Regions from separate parts of the Triticum aestivum genome. Here region 1 is linked to region 2. Evidence: chromatin contacts called from public Hi-C data. All regions are on one chromosome and are shown on one strand. The core of a region is the stretch at or near the end of the contact, and the rest is flanking DNA. Distances in the headings are between cores, read along the strand shown.

The links. A called contact is a pair of places that touch in the nucleus more often than the background predicts.
Region 1: a Hi-C map of leaf shows a contact between it and region 2, with 7 times the contacts expected there. The contact joins the enhancer-like site here to the promoter of LOC123138293 in region 2. A contact is called at or near these places in 3 of 5 Hi-C or Micro-C datasets (leaf and an unstated tissue) and 1 of 1 datasets of contacts at active chromatin or transcription factors (leaf).

What each region holds. Positions count from the first base shown.
Region 1 is chr6B:612,164,088-612,168,861 of IWGSC CS RefSeq v2.1, forward strand. No RefSeq gene overlaps it. Among protein-coding and RNA genes, the nearest start is that of LOC123134553, 12 kb to the right of the region's middle. Within about 2 kb of position 1,859, at least 3 of the 8 cell types and tissues checked have an H3K27ac peak or open chromatin away from gene starts, as enhancers often do.
Region 2 is chr6B:611,769,395-611,774,745 of IWGSC CS RefSeq v2.1, forward strand. LOC123138293 (probable histidine kinase 6) reads right to left here and starts at 3,045. Exons shown (of 11, transcript XM_044558242.1): 1 at 1,657-3,045; 2 at 516-749; 3 at 218-387. The coding sequence starts at 1,977.

The sequences.
Region 1 (4,774 bases), core at 609-3,108, 390 kb after region 2:
AACTTTGTTGGACGACGGCGACGCCCTAGGCGCCGTAATCTTCTTGAAGACGCCGTTTTTGGGAACAAGTGGGGCGGCGGGCTTCGGGGTGGTGCGGTTTGGGGTGCGGCGGCGGCGACAGCAAGTCTCCAGCGGCAGCCATGCCTTCCCTGGTGCGGGGTTCTGTTATGGTGGTGCTCTTCGTGCGGCTTTGAGGGCCTCCGGTGCCGTGGATCTCCAGGAAGGGAGGGGATAGGGTTCCCCTCCTCCGGTGGTTTTCCCTCTCCAGCTCGCCGAGAGTGCCGAGCTTCTGAGTTTTGGTCTTGGCCCTTGCTGTTGCCCTTCATCCTGGCAGCTCACCCTCTTTCTCGCCCGATCTTCGGTTTTGGGGCTGCTTGGCTCTAGGTGAGTCGCCGTCGACATGTGAGGAACGCCTGGTTCCGCTCCTGTGGCTTCCTTGGGTGCCATTCAGATAGGTTCTAGGGTGAACTAGCCCATCGCTCAACGGTGCGGCGCCTTTCGAGCCAGGCAAGGAGGCAGGGGCCTTCTTTGACGATGGCACTGTCTGACTGTGCTCTCCACAAGCCCCTGGTGTTCGGGCAATGGCATGCCTCTCATCGTCGTCGGTTCCTTGCCCTAAGCTGGCAGTTGCCTTCCCCTTGGTTGCGTGTGTGCAAGAGGTCCCTAGCATCTCCTAGCTATTAGCTTCATGTTGATCTGGTATATAGCTGGTTGTGTGCTATGTGAGCTGTCTCCCAGCGCCTTTGTATCTTTGCCATGTTTTTTCCTTTTCTTTATGTGGTTCGTGGTTCTTATCTCTGTAATCCTGCCCGGTTGATGGCTTTGTTAATTCAAAGCCGGGCTCTTCTTAAGTCTTCGTTCTAAAAAGAAACACACAAGTCAAGCTGGTGAATGTAGAACAAACCGAACCCATACCAGTAGTAGCATAGTGTAGCAGCACTAAAAAATACTCCCTCCGTTACTAAATATAAGTCTTTGTAGGGATTTCACTAGATGGATTACATACGAAGCAAAATGAATAAATCTACACTTAGAATGCATCTATATACATCCGTATGTACTTCATAATGAAATCTCTACAAAGACTTATATTTTGGAACGGAGGGAGGGAGTAGTCCAGAGGTCAAAATGATGGCGCCAGCTTCTCAACCCTGACAGAGTTGCGTCTCCGAGCACTGACACGACACTGCCCACCCAGTTTTAAATTTCCCATCAGCAAAGCAACACAACGCATTCGCTCGTTCGTTCAGACTTCAGACACACCAACCCCATTTCTTTAAGCCTTCTTTAGCAAGCCTTCCTCTCCCCTCCCAATTGATTTCGTTTCCCCCCATCCGCCGCCCCCGATTTCTTTATCCCGGCGCGGGCCGATAAAGCCCCACCCATCGCCATGATTGAGAGCCCCTCCCCGGCCTGCGCGTCAGTGCATGCCATGCCATGCCAATGCGTGGGTGGTGCTCGCTTGCGACCAGGAGACGACGGGCTGCTGCCGGCTTTTCCCCACCGGCGCAAAAGCTCCTTCCTGATCTGGCTACCCGGGCTCGCATGGCAGCCAGCGGCAGCGGCAAGGGCAGCCAGTCAGGCCAGCCAGCGGCGGCAGCGCTGCGCCACTGCGCCGCGTGCTGACATCTGCGGTCAGGCAGGCCGGGAAGGCTTTCATGTGATGCCACCAGTACGGTGGTTCATTTTATTTTTCATTGCCTTTCTCTTGCTTCAGCCGATCAGCATATTTATGTGGGGCAGTGCGTGCATGCCATGATGATGGATCGACGGAGGCATCGCCGCGCCAACGCAAACGCTGCGCGGGGGTGCGCGTACCAGGACGGCGGGTGGGGTACTTGGCATTGACCTTAACCACGGCCCTACGTGGGCGGACAGGGCTGGTGTCGTGCGCATGCATGCAACACTTGCGTACGCTCGGTACAGAGGGACGACGCGTCGACTTTTCTCTGCGTGCCTACGTACTTGCTGAGGGAGATCTTGCACAAGGCCGCCCGTACGGACGCGATATATGGCAAGTTGACAGATGGAGTAACTGTGATCGGTCGTACCTTTTTTTTTGAGTCCAAACACACTCTCATTTATTGATCAATATCCAAATACATAGGAATACAAGATAAATCCGAGGGATTAAGTAGCCAGAGATGGCGTCCCGGAAAGAGTCCCAAAGTGTGTTTGGCAAGGCTGTGCGCCTCAAAGTTTGTCTCGCGTCCTTTGAAGATGAAGGAGCATGCTGAAAACTGTGAACCTCGGGAGATGATCTCTTTAACAATGCTCGCGTAACGGCCGCCCCTGCCCTTGTGTATGTCCGCGACAAGCTCCTTGCAATCTGAGGCTGTGTAAAATGCGCTCCAGGGCCCACCGCCCAACTTGTTTCAGTTCCCGTCGCAAGAAGACGATCATGTCTGGTCTAGACACAAGAGACGAGCCACTCCTGACTCCTGCAACACATAACTTTGTTGCTCCTTTAACATTAAGCACGCAATTAAGGAACAGAACGAGGACATACGTACGTACTGCCAATTAACTCCTGCAGCCATTGAAGCGGGCATTACAGTGTCACCTCTGTCTGTGTAGTAGAGTAGTAGTAGTACCCAGTACCCACGGGGCCCTGGAAATATACGTAGAGCCGCGGTATCCAGCACGTCCGGCCGGCGTAGCTGCACTACTACGCCGGATTATTATATTGTGTCGGATGAGATGATAGACAAGTCACATGCATGCTGCGTGCGTACCAGGTGACGTGCCTGCCGCATTGACTAGCCACAGCAGCTATCTAGGCACCTATCTAGACCCCGGACACATACGGAAAACAAACGATCGCATCACGCTTCTGCGCCCTCCTGTCCGCACACCGGCCGAGCTTCTGGGCGAAGGCTGCTCCTCCCGTCATGCGACGCAACGAGAACGAATAAGAAAAGAAAAGGATGATGCAGAGCACGCATAAAAAAGAGAGGAGGGAATTGTCTGCATGTATGATCATACAGTGATAAGCCTGTAGAGCGGAGTAGACGTCGTCCAGCTGCATGCGACGCTCGTCAGGAGGCATGGCACTGTACCTGTGCCTGTACCTGTAGTCGATGTCGACCATCAAAGCATGCGTCCGTCGGTCAGGCGAGCTGTCAGATAGGTACTGTACGTGCTACGTGCCTAGGCGCGTAGGGGAGTTGCATAGATCGATCTCGGCTCGTGATAGTGTGTTGCCTTGAGATATGATGAAGCATGTGTCATGTCCCATCGTGTCCTGGGCTGTAGATGTGCGGTCTCGATCGATCCTCTACAGTGTTTCCGGGGTCAAGTTGCACCAAAAGCCCCAGGGCTTGTTTCAAAAAAGAAAAAAAGGGGCTGCAAACGATTCACCGGCAACGAGCAATGTAGATTCGGCGGGAGGTGCTGCTTCGAACCACCTGAATCCAAAAATTGGCCACCTTACGAATTCACAATCAAAAACAGCAGAAGAAAAGGGAACAACATACTGCTTTGTTTGAGTCGAGATCGAAAGTACTCCATGCATGACATCTTGCTGCACGATTGCTAATCGTACGGCTTGTTGTAATTTGGCGCGGTGCCATCCGGAGTGTCGTCCACATTTTGTGCGTGAAGTGTGGTGTGTGTAGCAGCGTTCAATCGAGATCGACAGTTGTTCCTCGCGTTCTTTGGTTTGCGGATAAACCGACCCATGAGATAACGGAAAGGCTCTGTTGAGGCCGGATATTACTCATTATGTTTTGTGTGTGTCCGAATGAAAGTGTCTTTTATCAAAAAAATTGCAAGGAATATTTGGGTGTTGACTGTTGTGATGTGTTACTTTTCTTTCTTTTGGGAAGTTGAGATTTTTTTTTTTTTTGAGGAATTGAGATTTTTTGTCATGAGCAAAATTTTGGTGGTTCCTATTTGACGCTCGCGTGCGTCGAGGAGACGTGGCTTCGCTGAAGCGCGGGAGTAGCTGTGCGCGATGGGCCGGCCCACTTCGCTAGTTAATGCAGTCCCAGCCAAACCGGTTTTGGGAACCTTCTAGAAGGTTCCCTAAACCGGTTTCTTTTTTTTTCTCTTTTGCCGGTTTTCTGTTCTTCTGTTTCTTCATTCTATTCTTCTTCAGTTCATTAATTATGTTTCTTTTTCTTTTTTACTCCTCTTCTTATTTTATCCTTTTTTGTCCTTTGTTTCAAAAAAGTTTAATATTTCGTATTTTCTTCATGATTTCACAAAAATTATGTTTTTTAAATTTTGTTCACAATTCAAAATTTGTTCAGCATACATTACAGAAATGTTCAATGTATTTTTTAAATTTTGTTCGGTGTATATCACAAAAATGTCAGTATGTATTTAAAATTGTTCAGCATATAATACAGAAATGTTAAATGTATTTAAAAAATGTTCATCTTTTTGGAATGTCGAAATTTTTGTTCAACTTTTTAATAATTATTCGCGTTTGAAAAGTTTGTTAAAATTTGAAAAATTGTTCATGGTTTGAAAAAGGGTTTCGCGTTTGTCAAATTTTGTTCAGAATTTTCAATTTTTTGTTCTCAATTTTCTTGAACTGTTCGTAAATTAACAAATGTTGTCGTGTACTTTAAGCACTTGCGCGGCTTACAAACCAGTACAACGTTTCAGCTCGACTGGTCTCGTTATAAAATTCCTGAGCGGGACGTCGCGTGTTCAATCTCTCACTAGAGCGGGGTATTTTTGGCGTTTTTTTTACGCGCTCGAGCTACTGACCTTTAAATGGGCGTCAGACAGGAGCTACTCTGCCTGACGCTAACGAGCGTCAGAC
Region 2 (5,351 bases), core at 1,795-4,294:
ATCTTTGTATTGCTGAATGAGAGAAAGAAGGACAATAAGTTAATACTATATATGTACGAATAATGATACATTAATGCAAGTTCTCTAGGTTATTGTATGCTATGTCGAATCATCTGCTTTGATGCCTTGAAGTATTGTATAGCCAACACTAAAGAAATGACATGCAAATACAGGTTTTATGGGTCATCACATTTGGAAGATAGTCCAATCATCTTACCCAGCAGTTGCTTCCACACGTTGCTCAACTGATGCATCAGCAGGTAGATCAGGGCGATACACTGCAAAAGTGAGTACTACCCCCAAGTGGTTCGACCCAAGAAGCCGAAATGGGTTTGTTAACACAGGTTTGCCAGTTTCCCTCGCACGCAAGATGTTTTCTCGGTCCTCCTACATGCGAAACAAACGGATTATTTACACTGAACCAAACTTAAGACTTGCAACACAACGTGTCCCCTGCCCTCAATGAACTAAGAATCAACGGACAGAAGAAACCATCATGCAGTAAGAAATCACACCTCCCCAGACATCATGTCCATGCGCGCAAGGTAGGAGACCGTATCCTGGGAGAAAATCACCGGGGCGTACTCATCTTGGAGAGGTGCAGCCTCTCGATTCATAGTCCTCATAATCCATCCATGCTGTCTTTCAAACGTTTCCTTCTCATGAGGAAAGAGGCGCTGTGCGTAAGCCACCCCATTTAGCAGCGGACGCTCGAATGATGTCCTTGCCGTGTACTTTGCAAAAGTATCCTGCAGCAAAAGTTTCAGCAAAATGTAGGGTAAAGCACACCAGCAGCGAATTGACAGATTTAAGATTGAATAACCAAGAGCATCCAAGAAAGTAAGAAAAGATCAAGTTTAAACTGCACCTAATCCATGTGATTTTTTTATTATAGCAAGAGACTCACCCAACTAGGTCAGTATCCAAAAAAAAAAAGATAGCAACTAGGGCCACCAACCAAATTAGGGCATTACTCATTGTTGCTTGTTGCAACAACCAGAATGTGCCTTCAAATACCATATTGCCTTGCCAAGGTACTCCTAAAAGTCTAAAGCTACCACTTAATCAACAAAAGCAGCGGGCTCGGAATTCCCAAAAGAGGACACCTTTAGGGAATATTTTAGGAGAAAAAAGTAGGATCAAGAACCCATCACTGGACAACCGCAGCCAGCACTGCATTGCTACGATTGTGAGCATAAACAAATGGAGTCGGTCAAGCATTGGCCAAACCCAACCATTAACCACTCCAAAAACAAACAGAGCAATGTTCTTCTTCTACCGGCCTAGTAGTTCAGAGACGTCTCTGACTCTGTGTCTTGGAGGTTTGGAGCATAGAAAAAAACACAACAGCTGCAAGAATGCCACATATTCAAAGATCAAGAGGCCCACAACGAACCGACTAAAACAATAATGTGCCGCTAAACGACTAGCCTGCAACTCTGTAAGCATCGAGCCACCACGAGGAAATATCCTTTTTTTAAAGAGATGCAACAACCATGTTTTGCTAGTACTATACTTGTTTAGGATTTCTGGAGCCCGCCATTGCCGCGGGATTGGAAGCACGCGGCGACATGGGAATGAACGAATGAACGGATACATCAATCGAGGAGGAAGAGGAAGAAACAAATCGGCAGCTCGTTTGTGTTGTTTGCTCACCTGGTCGAGGGCGGAGGGGTTCTTCTCGAAGTGGAAGGTGGAAATGAGGATGGCGAGCGCGTGGACGTGGTTGACGGTGACCCCGAACTGCTCCTGCAGCATCCTGGCCCGCTCCTCGCACATGCTGACGAGCCGCTCCTCGGCGCGCTCCATGGTCTCCCGGCGCAGCTGCCAGTGCACGGCGGCCGAGCAGGCGACCGCCGCCACCAGCCAGGCCACCGCCGCCAGGCGCCTCCAGCCCCTCCTGGCCGCGTACTTGCCCATCCCCACCCTGCCCCCCTTCTCCTCCATGGCTTCCCCCAATTTACTACTACTCCCCATCCCGCACAATGCGCACCATATGCTTGTGGGAATGCGCGACGACCGCCGGCCCCGGCCCCAGCGAAAGCAGGCGCGCACTGGTACCCAGAAGAAAAACAAGCGAGAGAGCGGGAGCGCGGCGCGGAGGGGTTGGGCGGAGGAGGCGGCGAGCGGGGGCAGGGGCGGCCTCAAAAGAGCCGAGCTTTCGCGAGTTCCCAGCCGAGACAGCGGCGCTAAAATAATTAGCTAGCCCGCCCGCTCGCTAAACCGCATTAATAAAATCCGCAGCGGCAGCGCCTCTTTACTCCAGTGCTCCTCCCCTACCTCCGGCTGGCGGGTGGGCGGGCGGGCTCGCCGTTGGCTGGCGCGGCTGCCGAAGCCAATTAAAAATTGGGGAGGAATCGCACCAGGCTCGCTCGCTAGCTCTACTAGCTTTTTCTGTGCCGGAAATATTCTGGACAAAGGCCCGCCGCGTGGCGTGGCGTCCCCCGGCAAGCCAATTGAGCGGCGCTCGCCTCGCAGCCACAGGCCCGGCCTCCTGCGATGCTGGAGCGGCTCACGAAGCGCGGGCGAGCGAGCGAGCTAGCTAGCCTCGGGCGGCGGCGTGTAGGGGCTCTTTTTGGTGGGTGGGTGGAATTGGGAGGGCGAAAGGCTGGCGGAGATCGACGGCCGCGCGGCGGCAGCAGCGGCGGAGCTGGGCAGGCGCTGCCGCTGCGGCCTACTCCTGCTGCTGATCTGCTGTAGGCTGGAGAGAGCTACGGGTGATGGGCAGTGGGGGCTCGGTGGTGGCGATCCCGCGACGGCGACCGTGGCGAGGGAGGAGGGAACCAACCAGGCAGGCCAGACGAGAGGGAGGGAGGGAGAGGAAGAAGCCGGGTGGGGTGGCTGCGGCTGCGGCTGCGGCTGCTAGCGAGCGAGGTAGAGCCAGCCAGTAGGGGGTGCCAGGCCAGCGCGCGGACGAGCGCGGGGCGCGGGGGCGGAGTGCGGGGCGGCCGAACCCACCCGTGGTCCGTCCCCGTCTGATCCACACACACACACGGACACGGCCAGAAGCAGAACTGCAGAAGCAAAGCGAAATGAACGGCCGGCCCCCTACATCGGTCTCGGATGGCTCTCCTTTTTGTTCCCTTGTTCACCTCGTCGCCCTCCTGGGCTCCGCCGGCTGAAGACAGCGTGGTTTGGTTTGGTCTGGTTTGGTTTCCTTCCTCCATCGACACGCAAGCTAAAGTTGTCTCACTACAGCGATGGGTGGCGCGATCAGGCCGGTCGCCTCGCGAGAAGACGATGGCGTCGTGTCATGATGTGTGCGGGTTTTCATACATGATTGGACGTCAAAATGTTCAAACACGGGGAATTATATCCGTCCAATGAAATGTACAGCGTGTCGCCGCCACCTTCGCAGCCATCTGCCCCCTCCCGCCTCATCGCCATCAGAGGCCAGCGTCGGGCGAAGCTCGTGCGGAGGCCAAGGATGGCGGCGGGGCTCCACCTCTGTCTTCGTCGTTGAGCGGTAGATCACCTGGCGGTGGCTTTGGGCTGCGGCAAGGGCGGTCGGCTCCAGGCGTCCACATCTTCATCCGGCACAACAATTCAGACAATAGAGCATCCCCACTACGACCTCCAGCCTCAAGTGCGACGACCATCCTCCTACATCACATGTCACGGCGGGGCGTTGATCGTGGCGGACCCCTTGGGCGACGAGCAGTTGTCTTGGTGTTTCGATGGTGGGGGGGGGGGGGCAAGGAGTGCTGGCAAAAGTCAAGGGCGTCGCTCACTTGTTGAAGGCGTTGACATGCAATCCTTGACTCCGCTCCCAAAATGCTTTGAGGGAAACCCTAGGCCTGGATTTGCCTGGATCGAATGATAGCGGCGCTCAGCTCGTATTCCCCATTGGAGGCATCGTTTTGAAGTTAGGCCTTTTTAGACAATAATGATGACTGGTGGCGTTTTTGCTGATTTCTTTTGTGTTGCCGAGTTACGATGATGTTGGTCAGCGGTGCGGATGGTCAGGTGAAGCGGGACGCAAAGTAGTGGCAACTGATTGCAACCATGGCGGTGAAGTGAAGAATCGTGTTGTAATGCTTTTTTTAGGGGGGGAGGGGTATGTCTAGATTCATCACCAACATACACTTGCGGGGCGGAGATGTGGGACCATCGGGTGCCTTCAATGTGAGATTTTGGCGGTATTGTCTCTTCTCGCCAGTTTGATCTGCAACTAACATAATTCATATGCCGACAGATGTTCTAGGCTCCGCGTATGACTCTTGGAAATTGGATTGTTTCAGTAGTGTAACCATGGTTTTTAGTCTACGTGGTTGAGTCCATGTTTGGATTGTGCGAGCTTGTATTATTTTTCGGTGGCTCAACAACTTCTCGGTATGGATCATCGTTGCTTTTTTTTAGTTCGCATAATCATAGCTACGATCATGTATTGGTGTTTGCTTTTCCTGGCTGCTATCTTATAAGTCAATAGAAACGCCTTCTTCATAAAAAAAAACCACACAAAAGAAGCCAATAGAAACACTCCCTTTACAAAACAAAAAGTACAGCGTGATAGTGTCGATGATGTTGGCTGGGTCAAGTTCGACGGAGATAGTGGCGGCTAATTGCAATCTTGACGTTGTACTAAAGGTTTGTGTTGTATTATTTAGGGTGGTGACTATGCCTAGATTCACCAACAGCATACACGTGCACATCGGATCGTGCGGTGTCTTGAATGTGAGATTTTGACAGTATTGTCTCCTCTTGCCAGTTTGATCTACGACCAGTGTGTACCAGCGGAAGTTCCCTCTGCGAATGACTCTTGACATCCCGGTTGCTTGCCTGGTGTGTGCATGGTTTCGAATTTGTATGGTTGTGTTCACTTTCAGATCGTGCGTGCTTGCATCATATGTGTCCACTTTTGGATCGCCCACAGAAGAAATGCAGATTGAAAGAAAAAAAACTACAATAATCATGCATTTAGAACCAGGCCAGGCCAGAGTTATTGGAACAGAAGATAGCATGCAAGGTAGGTAACAATACAAAGTGATCTAGTATAACACAAAGACAAATACACTTCGGACTAACGACACTGAAAATAAAGTGGAGCATAGCTAAGTGCAGTGGAATATCAAAGTCATCAGAAAAAGTCTTCAGAGAGGAGAGGGTTTTAATTCTTCAGAAAATGCAAGTTACACAAAATAAACAAAAATAAAGAATATGAAACGAGAGACTCGGTGAAGAAAATCGATTTGTTGCACCGATTCGAGTTGTTGTGATAACTCTAAGTCTGGTTGGAGAGGTTGAGAATTAACTTAGAAGACCAAGTCACCACCATATTCTCCTTGAGCTAAGATCACTTAGACCTCGCATAATCACTTGTGGTAGATCTTTAATCTATATCTCTGAACCTT